Linked DNA regions of Mus musculus: regions 1 and 3 are each linked to region 2. The links are chromatin contacts, called in public HiCAR-type and HiChIP or PLAC-seq maps. All regions are on one chromosome and are shown on one strand. The core of a region is the stretch at or near the end of the contact, and the rest is flanking DNA. Distances in the headings are between cores, read along the strand shown.

Region 1 (4,142 bases), core at 168-2,667, 36 kb after region 2:
AGCCATGCCTTGTGAAGAGGTAATCCAATTTCCCCATGGTAATCTGGATCTATCACCCCTCCTAACACTGTTATTCCTTTTTTAGCCTGTTGGTTTAAGGGCATTAGAAGCCCAAAATGACCAGGGGGAAGTCTGAGCTTCCAGTTCAATGGAATGTTTGTTGTAGCTCCTGGTAGGAGCACTCCCCTCTCTGGAGCCAAAACTTCTAAGCCAGCAGAACCTAGAGTTATGGGGACAGGAAGCAAAAATTTTCCTAGAGGGTCACTAGGGGTGATAGTAAGTGGAACTATTCCATTTTCCACCCCTTGATTCCTGGACCCATGAATTCGACAAACTTTTGACACCTTTTTTAACTATGCGAGCTTCCGTATTAAACCTAGAATCTCTACTCAGAGGACCCATGTCAATAAACTCAGCCTGCTCTAGTTTTATGTTCCTTCCACCCTTATCCCACACCCTTAAAATCCATTCCCACACATATTCACCAGGTTTCTGCTTGAATGAATTAGCAAACTCATTAAGCTCCTTAGTAGTGTAGCGAATTTCCTCATGGACTACACTTTCTACCTCCCCTCTAGGAGCCTGTTTTGCTTTGAGTCTGGTTACAGGTCTAGAAGAAACTATTGGTGGGCCGTGAGCAGACTCTGCAAAATTAATTTCCTCATGTGGGGAAGGCATTATTTCAAGAGGTGGGGCTGAGGGTACTACTTCCTCAGGTGGGGCAAACAATATAAACATATGAGTATAACTCAGCAATACCACAAATGGTAATGCCAAAATGAAGAAACATGATTTCTTATAAAACATATCAACATATGCTGTATTTTGTTCTGGTGGTTTGAGTGAGAATAGCCCCCAAAGGATCATAGATTTGAATGCTTAGTCACCAGGGAGTATCACTATTGAAAAGATTAGGAGGTACGGCTAGTTGGGGTAGGTGTGGCCTTGTTAGAGTAAATGTGCCACTGGGGTTGGGCCTTGAGGTTTCAAGAGCCCAAGCCAGGCCCAGTGGCTTGCTCTCACAGTTGCCTGTGGATCTGGACATAGAACTCTCAGTTATTTCTCCCATACCATAGCTGCCTGTGTAACACCATGTTCCATGCCATGATGAGGATGGACTAAACCTCTGAACTGTAAGCAATCCCCAATTAAATGCTTTCTTTATAGGAGTTGCTGTGGCCATGGACTAGCAGAGTCTCTTATTTTGTACAACACTAAGTCTTTCAGAGAACAATGAATCAAGCAGATGGGGACTGATGTGAGAAAGAAAAGGCAAGGATTGAGTAGCAGAGGCTCTGAGGGTTGAGTGGTGGGGGCCAAGGTGCCTTCTTCCTTCTAGCCTCTACCCACCTGAGCCTCTGATCCTGCTGAGCTGTGTGTCAGTGGGGACTCTGCTGAATCACACTACTGGCACCTTACAGTAAATGATGGGCTGGGAAACCTTGCTTGCAAAAGTGAAAGCAGAAGTCATAGGCAGCCACTCTGTATTGGGGCTTTTAAAAAATTCTGGGGAAGTAATTTGGTATGCAAACATCAATACATTTAATTATGCAGAGAAGACAATGTAATATCTAATCCTGTATTCAGGGGTTAGGCCCGAGTATTCTCTACATTACTGTCATTATGACAATAAAGCATGCATTAATTATTTGAAGAGTAATGGCTAAAAGTAAACATTTACATATGTGCTATTTTAAGTACTCTCTAAATGCACACACACTGGGTAAAAAATGTTTCTCTACCACATTTAGGAGGGAACTTACTTCAAATTATATAAGGGTTTTGGGAACAGTATGTCTCTAGTTTTAAAATGGTTTGGCAACCAAACAAATGTGACATTAGATTCTAGGGCTGGAATAAGTCCATGTATTTTAAATAGGAAAAAGTTATATAAAAAGATATGATAACTTCCAAATATGATTTTTTGCATAACTTGAATAAATCAAAAGCCCTTTATATAACTGGCAGTAGATTAGAAATTATTTTACTAACACTTATACACAATATTAGTGTATACCTGGAGCTTTCATTTCTGATTCTCCTGAGTTTCTCAGACAACAGTAACACTGAATGTACAAATAGACACCAAACAGATAAACTACCTACCTACATGTCTCTAGTCTGCATTCTACCAGGTTGCAGGCATTCTCCAAAAACAAATATGAAATATAGAAAGACAACCAGCCAAAGCATGGCTTCCAAGCAGAGTAACACATGAATGAATTAAAAGCCACCCCCTTCTAGAAGCTTTAAACAGAGGTAGAGTTCAGGGACCTTAAAAGCAATCTAGTGTGTCATTCAACACTTCCTTCCACCATTCTAAAAGTAAGGTATCTAACAGTGACCATCAACACTTGCCAATATCAGAAAACCACAGATGATCAGTCATCCTGGAAATATACATACCACAAGCTACAGTAGTTACGTTCCCTCTCCCTAGCCCCCAATTAAACCTGTAAGGACCTAGGTTTAGGATGAATTTGTAGCTAATTCAGGAGACAGACACCATAAGGATGTAATCAACAATGTCGAGATGATAGGAAGTCCTACAGGTCCAGTTCCTTCAGTGGGAAAATTATAAGCAAACACAAAAAGAAACAGGATGTCTAAGAATGTATCAACTAATCACAAAATATGAGTCTTCTATGGATCACAGTTCAAACCATAAAAATGCTCATTAGATAACAGAGAAACAGGAACACTGTATAATTGCTGATTATTTTTAAGTATGGTTATGGTATTATGGCAGCTAAAATCTTTTGGAGAGATACATTTAAATTCTCACAGATAAAACGTGATAATTGTAGTCTGCTTTAAAATAAATGGTAGGAGGAGGGAGGGCATGGAGACTGTAATAACTGCTCACTGCTGAGGCTGACTGATGGTCACCTCACACTATTTATTATGTGCTTTTCCATAACAAGGTCTTTTTTAACTTCATCCTTTTGGTTCTTCCTAACGTATTTTGCTGAATATTCTTTTTCCCCCTTGCACATACTAGGCAAGCATTCTAGAAACCAAATGCTACTCCAAAGCCTAGTCTTTTGTGTGTGCGAGCATGTGTATGTGTGTGTCTGTGTTTAAGCCAGAAGGTAATGCTGGGTGTCACCTTCAATTAGTTTCCACTTTACTTTTTAAAACGTTTTTTATAATTAATTAAATTTGTTCATTGACATTCTTATATATGTATAAAGGGCATTCTTATTATTATCATCTCTCACTCTCTCATCTCCCTCCCCATCCCTGTTATTCATCCTATAAATCTCTTTCGCACATTCATGTCTCTGTGTGTGTGTTAAGTGACACAATGAATTCAACCAGGGCCCTCTGTGTTACCATGGTAGAAAATTATTCAATGACTCCTCATATCCCAGAATCTATCAGTAACATATATTACAGCAAGCAGGGGTAGGGCCACGGGACGCCCTCCCCAGCCATAACTGATGGCTGGCAGGGTAAGTTTTGAGCAGGTAACCACAGCTGCTGTGAGTTCAAGACTACATTGACTGTCACACCCAGACGAGCACATTTAGAAGCCGTTCTCTTATCTTCTGGCTCTTACTTTCTTTCTGTTCCCTCTTCTGAGCTGTTCCCCAAGCCTTAGAGGGATGTTGTTATAAGTATCTGATTAGGTCTGAGCACTCATCTGTCTCTATACCTTTCCTTTTAAAAAGGGTTCTCATTGAACCTGGAGCTTGACAATTCAGATAAATTGGCTGGCCAGGAAACCCTAGTGGTCCTTCTGTCTCCACCCTCCCAGCACTGGGATTACAGGTACGCTGCTGTACCCAGCTTTTTATATGGGTGCTTGGAATGCAAATAAGATCCTTAAATGATGAAATGGTAAGCACTCTCCCAGCTGAGTCCTCTTCTTAAGCCAAACCCTAACAGTGGGCACTTGGTACGGCTGCACTTCGCTCTTCTCTGTAAACGCTAATTGTTAGCCATAGACTTATGTTCTCTACCGACTGACAATTCCTTAAAGGAATTATCCTTTTTGATAATTTTGATAGTTTTGATATTGAGGAATTTTGCTAATTCCTCAAAGACTGGGAGTTCCCTTGAACTTCACATCTGTAAATCACACTCCCTGTAGGGCCTCATGACCTTGACAAAGGCAATTTAAATGACACAGTCAAACT
Region 2 (4,703 bases), core at 1,323-3,822:
GCAAATTTTAACAAAATGCACTTTTTCCTATGAAACTCCTATGAGACATGTGATTAACTTCTGTCTTCCTGTCCTACTCATTTGCAAGTTAGATATAAGCAAAGGCATCTGAGGAATGAACGCAGCAACGTGGAGCACTCGGATTGCTCTTCTTCCCTTCGGAAAGCTGCACACAATGCATTAGTCTGCAAATAAAGATGGATTAGGTGAAACCAAGGGCCCCGAGACTCAAGAGTGTCTGCAGAGGGGTCTAAGAGATGACACTTTGGGACTACCAGTTTGGAAAACAAAAATAAAAACTCCGTTCTATACTCACTTTCCTTTGCTTTCATGGAAGCAAGGCTTCTCAGTATTTCATTTTATACAAGGCCTGTGTTCTTTAACTGTGTCCTAAAGATCTGCCAACAAATTCTAACTCACTAAAAGAAGACAGAAGCGAAACAGGTTAAACGTCATTGTTTAGGGTCCAGTGAGATGCCTGGAACTGTAAAAGTGACCACTGCCAAGGCCAGAGACATGAGTCTGATTCCTGGGACTTCCATGGGGGAAGAAGATAATTCCCCCCCAATAAATATATAAAGTGTAATTTAAAATTTTAATGCCTTTGTTTCAAATTTCAAGACACCACCCAGCAGGCCGCCCTCCTCTTTTCATCAATCACAGAGTCCCCCCTCCCTTTCCTTCTGCCATTGCTTCTGCTAGGACTGGCAGAAATCCTAGGACCCCTAATTCTAAAAACCCAAGGAGACCCTGCACTTCTCTCATGGCATATCAAGCCATGAGCTTCCCTTAGCCTGAGACTATTAAACACATCAATTTTTATCTTAGCTTAGGGCAAGTTATGAAGAAGGAAGACATTTGGCATTTGTTCTCTCTGATCAGTTGAAACTGGTATGCAGAACTGGGGTCACCCCACTCTTGGGAGGCTATTATTTATTCATCAATTAGCAGGATTCCCCAAATACAGAACATACTCAGTATACATTCTCAATGTAAATTCGGGAAAGGAATGGGGGAGACTGAAAATAATACAACAGGCACTTTATCAGAGTCAATCTCTTGACTCTGACATTCCCCTATCTGGCTATAGCTTGAAAGCATTGTCGATTTAAGCTTTATGGACTAGGCCTCAGTCCTTCCCGCAGAGCACAGCCAGAGAATGCTTTGGCTTCACAAGAACTTAGCAAACGCCTGGGCTTAGGGAGGTTTCACAGACACTTCTCCTAGAAGAGAAAGCATCGTCGTTTTGAAGTTCAAGCAAAGCATGGTGTTCCCACCAAAAGAAGAACCAGAAGACTTTGCACTTAAGCTGGCCCATGGTTGACCTCCATTAACCCCACCCCATTCTGCTTGCTCTCCTCCTCTCTTCAGAAGAGAAAGCCTGGGTCATAGCTGAGTCTGTTCGGGCACTGTATGTCCTTTTACTTATTTTCTCACACCAACCTTGAAAATTCCCTATTAGTTTTCCTCGTCAGTGAGTCCTTCTGTGTAAGTGTGTCTGTTTTATACTGCCTCAACCAAAGCAGCTTTCTCAGGGGCTCCACCACCCAACAGATATATGCCCAAAGGGTCTGGATGCGCTGAGCTTTCCTCCAGGGGTGGGTGACATGAAGGGAAACGGACCCAAGTACTATTTGGAAACAAAGTACTTGTTTCCTTTAAAGTCAGATTTTGCAAACAAGAATAACCTTGAAAAAGACCTTCAGATCGCGCTCAGGAACTTGGCCAACCACTTACTGCTCCCCTCCGCCTTCCTACATAGGCTATTTATGCTGCAGGAGGGAGCCCCTGCACCCCACAATTCTGCTGTCCTCTTTGAGTACAGGAAAGCCGAGGGCTGGGTCAGGTGAGTCTCTGAGAACTAAAGGTCTTCTTTCTTCTCCTTGGTGAGCAGGGTCACCTCAACAGAGTGCTTCTCGGTCCCTCTGGGGCTACCTCTGTGGCTGTAACTTGAGCCTCTCCAAAGAATTCTTACCTGTTCTGGAGTTTCTTAGGGTCCGCGCTCCCCAACAACCTGGACCTACCTGTCAGCAGAACTATCCAGCAATTCCCACCCTAGAACCTTAGGGCAGCAATGGGGCTGCACTGGCCATTAATGGCCATCATTCATTTTTAATCAGAAAGATCACAAGAAAGATGGTAAGCGGAACCCGGTCCGAGTCAATTTAAATAATATTCCCGGGGAAATCCAATCACTTAAAACTGAGACACCTACGCTAGTGAGAGAGCGCGCCCCGCCCGTCTGGCGAGGAAGAGCGCGCCGGCTGAATTAATCAAGATCAAGGGGCTCCGGGGCTGAGAGCTCAGCCTTAACCCTTCCAGCGCCGCGGGGTACCCAGGTGCCGGAAGAAGAGCGCGGCGGGCAACGGCCGAGATGCCCAGAGAGACCCAGCGCAGGCCGGCTCTGTTCATCTCCGCGGCTCCGCACGCTTCTCCCGGGACCCTGGCGCCCAGGCGCTACGGCTCGAGGTCACAGGCTCCCGAGGCGGCGACAGCGGTGAGCAGCAGCCGCCTCCCGCAGCCTCGGCGCGCCCCGGGCTCCTCCTCCCGCCCCAGCGTGGCCAAGTGAGCACCGCTCGGGCCGCAGGTAGCCGGGGCGCGGGAGGCGGCGCGCGCGGGACCCATCGCAGCGCCGGGGCCAGACGGAGCTCCGAGCCTCGCGGTCCCGGACGCCAGCGGAGATCTGCGCCGGCCATGTGGGGTCCCGGGGTCACCGCCGAGGGCCTGTCGGTGGCTCCAGCGCCACCGCCGCTGCTGCCGCTGCTGCTGCTGTTGGCGCTGGCGTTGGTGGCGCCCTCGCGGGGCGGCGGGGGCTGCGCGGAGCTGGCGTGCGGTGAGCGGGAGCGCTGCTGCGACTCGGCCAACGCCACGGCCGTGCGCTGCTGCAAGCTGCCGCTCCACGCCTTTCTGGACAACGTGGGCTGGTTCGTCCGCAAGCTCTCTGGGCTGCTCATCCTGCTGGTGCTCTTCGCCATCGGCTACTTCCTGCAGCGCATCATCTGCCCCAGCCCACGCAGGTACCCGCGTGGCCAGGCGCGACCTGGCCAGGCACGACCCGGGCCTCCCGGGGGTGCGGGACCGCCGGGGACGGCGGGGCCACCCGACGACGACGACGACTCGCCCGCTCTGCTGCGCGACGAGGTGGCCGCGGGCTCGCAGGACTCACTGTTGGATAGTGGCGGTGGTCGGGGCCGAGGAAGTGGCGGACGCCTGCCTCCCTCCTGCGTTTCGGAGCACGAGCTGCACGTGGTGTCACCGGTGTTTCTCCAGCTGCCCAGCTACGAGGAGGTCAAGTACCTGCCCACCTATGAGGAGTCCATGCGGCTGCAGCAGCTCAGCCCAGCGGAGGTCGTGCTGCCCGTGTCGGTGCTCGGCCGCCCGCGAGGCGGCAGTGCCGGGGACTCCGACGGCGGCCAGGTCCGTTTCCCGCTCATCTGAGTTCAGGGAGCCTCATGGGGATCGCCCGGATCCTACAAGGTTGGGGGCTGCGGGTGGCACGCAACAGCTGGTGTGTTGGCGGCCGCCACTGACTGCCTCTGACCACACCTAGCATCCCCGTACAACCTGTAGCCCCGCGCCTGGGTTGGGGTCAGTCCCCTCCCTCTCGCTTCCCGGGGAATCTGTGGTTTTCTATGTTTCTTTGGGCTCAAGGCTGGGCAGCTCGGCGGGGCAATGGCTTAGGACTAGCCCCCAGCTCTTCTTGGACGGTCGTCCCCGCCCTCTGCCATGCCTCCCCTTGTGTTCACTGTAAGTGCCTGCTTCTCCAATCCAAAAGAACAGGTAAACCGTTTGGTGTGTTTAGAGACCAGCGGCTTGCTTTACTGTTGTTAAAAGGGAAGGAGCATAGGTCCATTCCTTGCTCTCCTGCTTGGACCGGTCACGGTCTCCCAGGACATAATGGTGAGGAGCCTTTGGCTCTGGACCACGACCAGTGACTGCTGCATGCAGTCTGTAGAAGCAGCGCTTGACTGTGATGCGATCCCTTGAAAAGGACCCAGAAAACCCTTTGGTGTCTTCCTGGCTCACAGTTTTGTTGGGGAAGGGGTACCATGATGGATGGCTTAGTGGCTGCATCTGTTCAAGATGTCCAGACCGTATTTGTAATGTGGTACCAGCGGACTTTGATTTTTCAGTATGTAGACTGTTTATCTTTGTCCTTTATTTTTATATTTTGTCATGCATTAGACAGTTCAACAAATTGACAAGATAATCAGTTTTGTTTTAGGCCAGTTACTGTCAAGAAATCGCCCACGTGCTGTCACTGTTTAATACAGTGTTGGACATCATTTCATTAAGCGGAGGTCAGGGTCAAGCAGGAAATGTGACATAAAAACATGAAGGATATCTTATTTTCACTATTTGAGAATATATTTTATTTTTAGTACTGAAGCATAATACATAACTTTTTATAATAACTGTGTACATTATGTAGCCTGGCTCTGAACTGTATCATTCATCATGGAATCATGTAAAAGGAATATATATATATATATACCACACCATGTAGCAAGATGGCTTGCCTGTATTTCCTTCTCTATTTTTCATCTGAGATACATTCTGCAATGTGATTCTAAACATAAAAATGGACTAGTAACTTTCATTTAAGTCTGAAACTTTTCAGTAATGTCCAAAGATGGATTCACCCAACCTATGTTTATTAAAATTAAGTGGTATCATTTTACTAGATTTACCATTCTGGGACA
Region 3 (4,761 bases), core at 216-2,715, 39 kb before region 2:
GATGGGGGGCTTTTGACAGAGAGAAACCTCCTTCATTCTTGAGTTTGAGCCTTTCGGAACTCGATGCTTAGTGCTCAGCTGTGTCTTCAATGCTTTTAGGTTTTCACAGAATATGAGTAGGTGACAAACACTCATTTGTAGACTGCACAAGGGGTGACTCTATTAGTCATTCTGCCATATACAGTGATAAAACAGAAGTGGCCTCTCTTCATAAAGATGCTCTCAGAAGGCTGTGTTTGGGCCCTGCGTGCATTAGAGAGGCAGTTGGTATCAAGTTAGAGAATAAAGAGAAAGCTCATTTGCCAATGGACATCTAGCTTTGTTATCTGTTTTTCAAGTCTGATTTATCAAATTTAAGCCAAACAAAAGCTAATCACCTGTGTTAGGAAACATTCGATCACCTTGAAGATTAACACTAACACACTAGCCGGTCTGTTACTGATCATATGCATTATTTATATAAGTCATTATATAGAGAGAGTAAAAAAGCACACACCCGTATGAAAGCATAAATTATCATAACATGCAAGAGAGCACAGCTTCAAGCGTATGCGTATCAGCACTCTGTTGTTGACAGCTGGGTAACAAGGAGCTCGGCTGCTCCAGAGATTCAAGAGAAGGCAGATTCCAGAAGTCAGACACACCAGGTCTGAAGTTCAGACTGCAGGTCACTGCGTGGACAGAGCAGGAACCACAAATCAGATTCTAGGGTAAATTTCTCATTTTTGTTAGTTTGTTTTTGTTATTTGTTTTTTTATTAGGTATTTATTTCATTTACATTTCCAATGCTATCCCAAAAGTCTCCCACCTGCTCCCCCACCCACTCCCACTTCTTGGCCCTGGCGTTCCCCTGTACTGAGGCAGATAAAGTTTGCACGACCAATGGGCCTCTCTTTCCACTGATGGCCGACTAGGCCATCTTCTGATACATATGCAGCTAGAGTCAAGAGCTCCGGGTACTGGTTAGTTCATAATGTTGTTCTACCTATAGGGTTGCAGATCCCTTTAGCTCCTTGGGTACTTTCTCTAGCTCCTCCATTGGGGGCCCTGTGACCCATCCAATAGCTGACTGTGATCATCCACTTCTGTGTTTGCTAGGCCCCGGCATAGTCTCACAAGAGACAGCTATATCAGGGTCCTTTCAGCAAAATCTTGCTAGTGTATGCAATGGTGTCAGCGTTTGGAGGATGATTATGGGAGTTCCCGCTAAGATGGGAAATCTCAAGTCCACGCTCCTTTTGCTGCCACATTGGTTTATGATACCCAAATCAACTTGTTACAAGGAAAGATGGAGTTAGGAATTACAGCTGTCCCCCCACATCCTTCTAAGCTCAGTTCCTCCTCTTGGCTGGTTACAAATGGGTGAATTTAAAGATTCATGGGCACAGGTGATGATGCTTAAAGGTCAGGAGATAAGCAGTCCACCCACGTGTGTGGTGGAGCCATGGTGCCTCATAGTTCAGCTTGTAGGAGCCTGAAGTGGTTGCTATAGAAATGTGGTCATATAGCTGGGACAGTTGAGTTCTTCCTAGAACCTGGGTTTCAAAGTCCATACAAACAAAGAAGACTTTCCTTGGTGCGTGGTGTTTATAAGGCAGCTACTTAACCTGTGTGATTGATGTGGCTAGCTACCTCTGGCAGCCTGGGTGGGAGGAAGACGCTGCTGCTGTTGCTGCTGCTGCTGCTGCTGCTGCTGCTGCTGCTGCTGCTGCTGATGATGATGATGATGATGATGATGATGATGATGATGAAGGCCTGGACATGCTCAGTATGATGGAGTGTCAGGACACTGGATACTAGGGGTGTTGGGGATTGCCCACGGACAAGCCTTAGTCTCTATGGACACTCCATTCTTTCCACTGTAACTGGAGTTAGAGCAGGGCTCGCTGCAGATCTGAGGGGAGGGCAGGAGCTGAGATCAAACATGAAGACAAATGAGATGGGTGTTAGAGTTCCAGGGAGGTGGAACAAATCCATTATGCAGAAATCCAAACTGCTGAGAAGGCTTCTAAACCAAAGCTACAGGATAGCTCAAGAATCAAATGTCCGGTGGGCAAAGGGCAGACAGAAGCAAGCAGATGGACCAAGACAGCATTTCTGAGAAAGATCCTATGTCTGATCCAAGGATCGTGTCACCACAGCAAGCTCATCTTTTGCAGCACGGAGAGAAAGTTACTCTTCAGAGCCATTTCCATCCATTTCTATTAGAGCTAGACACCTTGAGCATTTTCTGGGCCAGTCCTTCATTGTATGCAATGCAGTTGAAATCCTGAAAGACTTAGGGCACAAATAGTAAGGACAGACCTGGGACGGTACCTCACCCTTCCTGGTGTCCTTGGTCAGTGTTCTGTCCATTCCACAGACACGGGGTGGAAGTGGAACAGACCTTTAATCCCAGCACTCGGGAGGCAGAGGCAGGCAAATCTCTGGGTTTGAGGCAAGCCCGGTCTACAGAGCTAGTTCTAAGACAGCCATTTCATGGGCTTCTTGTAGCCACACAATATTTTAAAGGACTGTTTCTCTGGAGTGTCAGCTAGCAGAGTAGCAGGAATTCATAATTCCACACTTAAACAGCAAGAGATTGGCTGAAGAGATATTTGATATCTACTAACGATAATTTATATTAGGTTCTGGAAAGTTAGGTGTATGATCTAGGATGTGTTAGGAAAATGTTCCACAAAAAGTTATAGCTATCTGAAATGAATAGGAGCTGGCAGGTCTCACCTGACTGTACATCTGAAGTTGGCCAACTGTTGGCAGTGCCTTATGCTTTGTGGGATTTATAGGTTCTGATTCCTCAAATTATCCTCCTGGTCACAAGAAGGCTGCCTACCTGCAAACTCACATCCAAACAGGAATCGTGTGACATGATCACCCTTAGCTACAAAGCAAGCCAGGCAAGCAAGTATTTAGGCTTTCCACGATGCCCAATAGATCTATGTAAAGGGAGAAAGCATTTAGAACAGGTGTTGGGTTAGGCAATATCTAAACCTGGGGAGACAGATATCACATATACTGCTGTCCCATCCCTGAGGGAGACATTACTAATCCACCAGAACAATCTTTTTCACTCAGCTTGAATATGATCTTAAAACTCTTCCACACAGTTATCCAAGCAAGTTCTACTAAATAAGAAAAGCTGGCTTATGAGATAAAACCCAAAGGCTGCCATTGTTACTTTTGGCTCTCCGTGAGGCTTTAAGATACCATGATAAACCTCTCTTAGGTCCTGAGTTCAATTCCCAGCAACCACATGGTGGTTCACAACCATCTGTAATGGGATCTGATGCCCTCTTCTGGTGTGTCTGAAGACAGCTACAGTGTACTCACATACATAAAATAAATAAATAAATAAATCTTTAAAAAGCAACAACTATCTTAGGGTTTTAATTGCCATGACCCAAATATCAAGTTAGGGAGGAAGGGTTCATTTGTCTTATACTTCCACAGAGTTGTTCATCATTGAAGAAACCCCAACAAGACAGGATCCTGGAGGTGGGATGCTGGAGATGGGAGATAACGCAGAAGGGGAGTGGTGCTGACTGGCTTGCTCCTCATGGTTTGCTCGGCCTTCTTATCGAATCTGAGGATCACCAGCCCAGGGATGTCACCTCCACAATGACTTCCCCTGCCCCAACAGTTGATAATTAAGAAAATGCCCTACAGAGGGGTCTTATGGAGGCATGTCCTCAATTTAGGTTCCCTCCTGTACTGGCTAGTTTTGTGTCAACTTGACACAGCTGGGGTTATCACAGAGAAAGGAGCTTCAGTTGAGGAAATGCCTCCATGAGATCCAACTCTAAGGCATTTTCTCAATTAGTGATCAAGGGGGAAAGGCCCCTTGTGGGTGGGACCATCTCTGGGCTGGTAGTCTTGGGTTCTATAAGAGAGCAGGCTGAGCAAGCCAGGGGAGGCAAGCCAGTAAAGAACATCCCTCCATGGCCTCTGCATCAGCTCTTGCTTCCTGACCTGCTTGAGTTCCAGTCCTGACTTCCTTTGGTGATGAACAGCAGTATGGAAGTGTAAGCCGAATAAACCCTTTCCTCCCCAACTTGCTTCTTGGTCATGATGTTTGTGCAGGAATAGAAACCCTGACTAAGACAAATTGGTACCAGCAGAGTGGGGTATTCCTGTGATAACCTGAACATGTTTTGGGGAGGTCTGTGGAAGGACTTTGGAACTTTGGTCTTGAAGATCCATTCGTTGTTAAGAGCTCTGTCAGATGTTTTGTAAGAGCTTGGAAGATAATGTTGAGAATACTGCAGAAGATGGAGGCCTGGCTTGTGAAATTTCAGAGGGAAAATTAAAGACTCTTCAGGGCCATTGCTGTTTTGATTGTGAAGATTCTGTAGTTCTGGTTAGGTGGGGCTGAAGAATCAGCTGTGATTAACAAGATACCAGAACTACTAAAGCAAAAACTTTGCATTACTGGGACTATTGATGCTGGTTAGCTGGAGCTAAGAAATTAGCGGTGATTAAGAAGAGACCAGCATCATTGAGGTGACATCTTCTGGGAAGTGTTTTCTGAGAGCACAGTGGCTGCGTTCCAGATATAGCCAAAGCTGTACCTTGTGCTGTGGCTGGACTTGGTAATGTGTAAGGGTCACTCAGGTGGTACTGGTTTTGAAGGCATGAAGGAGTTGAGCAGAGCAGCTGAGGCTCGGCACTGTGAGAGGCCATGGAAGGCCATTGGTGAAAGTGCAGCCTCAGTTGCAATTGATGGCCCAGGACTGAAGGGGTCATGCAGTGTTTTGGAGATGC

What was found. HiChIP or PLAC-seq counts read pairs in DNA pulled down with a chosen protein or histone mark. HiCAR-type assays count read pairs that join an accessible place to other places.
Region 1: a CTCF HiChIP or PLAC-seq map of CD8 T cells shows a contact between it and region 2, with 11 read pairs. The contact joins the enhancer-like site here to the promoter of 1110032F04Rik in region 2. A contact is called at or near these places in 1 of 39 promoter capture datasets (embryonic stem cells), 2 of 15 datasets of contacts at CTCF or cohesin (CD8 T cells and the NIH/3T3 cell line), 3 of 484 Hi-C or Micro-C datasets (cerebral cortex, embryonic stem cells and epidermal suprabasal cells), 4 of 115 datasets of contacts at active chromatin or transcription factors (CD8 T cells and embryonic stem cells) and 3 of 9 other capture datasets (adipose tissue, liver and pancreatic islet).
Region 3: a HiCAR-type map of Th17 cells shows a contact between it and region 2, with 2.6 times the contacts expected there. The contact joins the enhancer-like site here to the promoter of 1110032F04Rik in region 2. A contact is called at or near these places in 6 of 484 Hi-C or Micro-C datasets (Th2 cells, cerebral cortex, cortical neurons and 2 more), 9 of 115 datasets of contacts at active chromatin or transcription factors (CD8 T cells, SST interneurons, Th17 cells and 3 more) and 3 of 9 other capture datasets (adipose tissue, liver and pancreatic islet).

Annotation. Positions count from the first base shown.
Region 1 is chr3:68,904,149-68,908,290 of GRCm38.p6, forward strand. All of the region lies in intron 18 of Ift80 (intraflagellar transport 80), which reads right to left. Among named protein-coding and RNA genes, the nearest start is that of 1110032F04Rik, 37 kb to the left of the region's middle. Within about 2 kb of position 1,418, at least 39 of the 459 cell types and tissues checked have an H3K27ac peak or open chromatin away from gene starts, as enhancers often do. A contact at or near this core is called in CD8 T cells and cerebral cortex, where this site is marked.
Region 2 is chr3:68,867,014-68,871,716 of GRCm38.p6, forward strand. 1110032F04Rik (RIKEN cDNA 1110032F04 gene) reads left to right here and starts at 2,573. Exons shown (of 1, transcript NM_001167996.1): 1 at 2,573-4,703. The coding sequence starts at 2,695. The coding sequence ends at 3,438.
Region 3 is chr3:68,828,641-68,833,401 of GRCm38.p6, forward strand. No RefSeq gene overlaps it. Among named protein-coding and RNA genes, the nearest start is that of 1110032F04Rik, 39 kb to the right of the region's middle. Within about 2 kb of position 1,466, at least 6 of the 459 cell types and tissues checked have an H3K27ac peak or open chromatin away from gene starts, as enhancers often do. A contact at or near this core is called in Th17 cells, where this site is marked.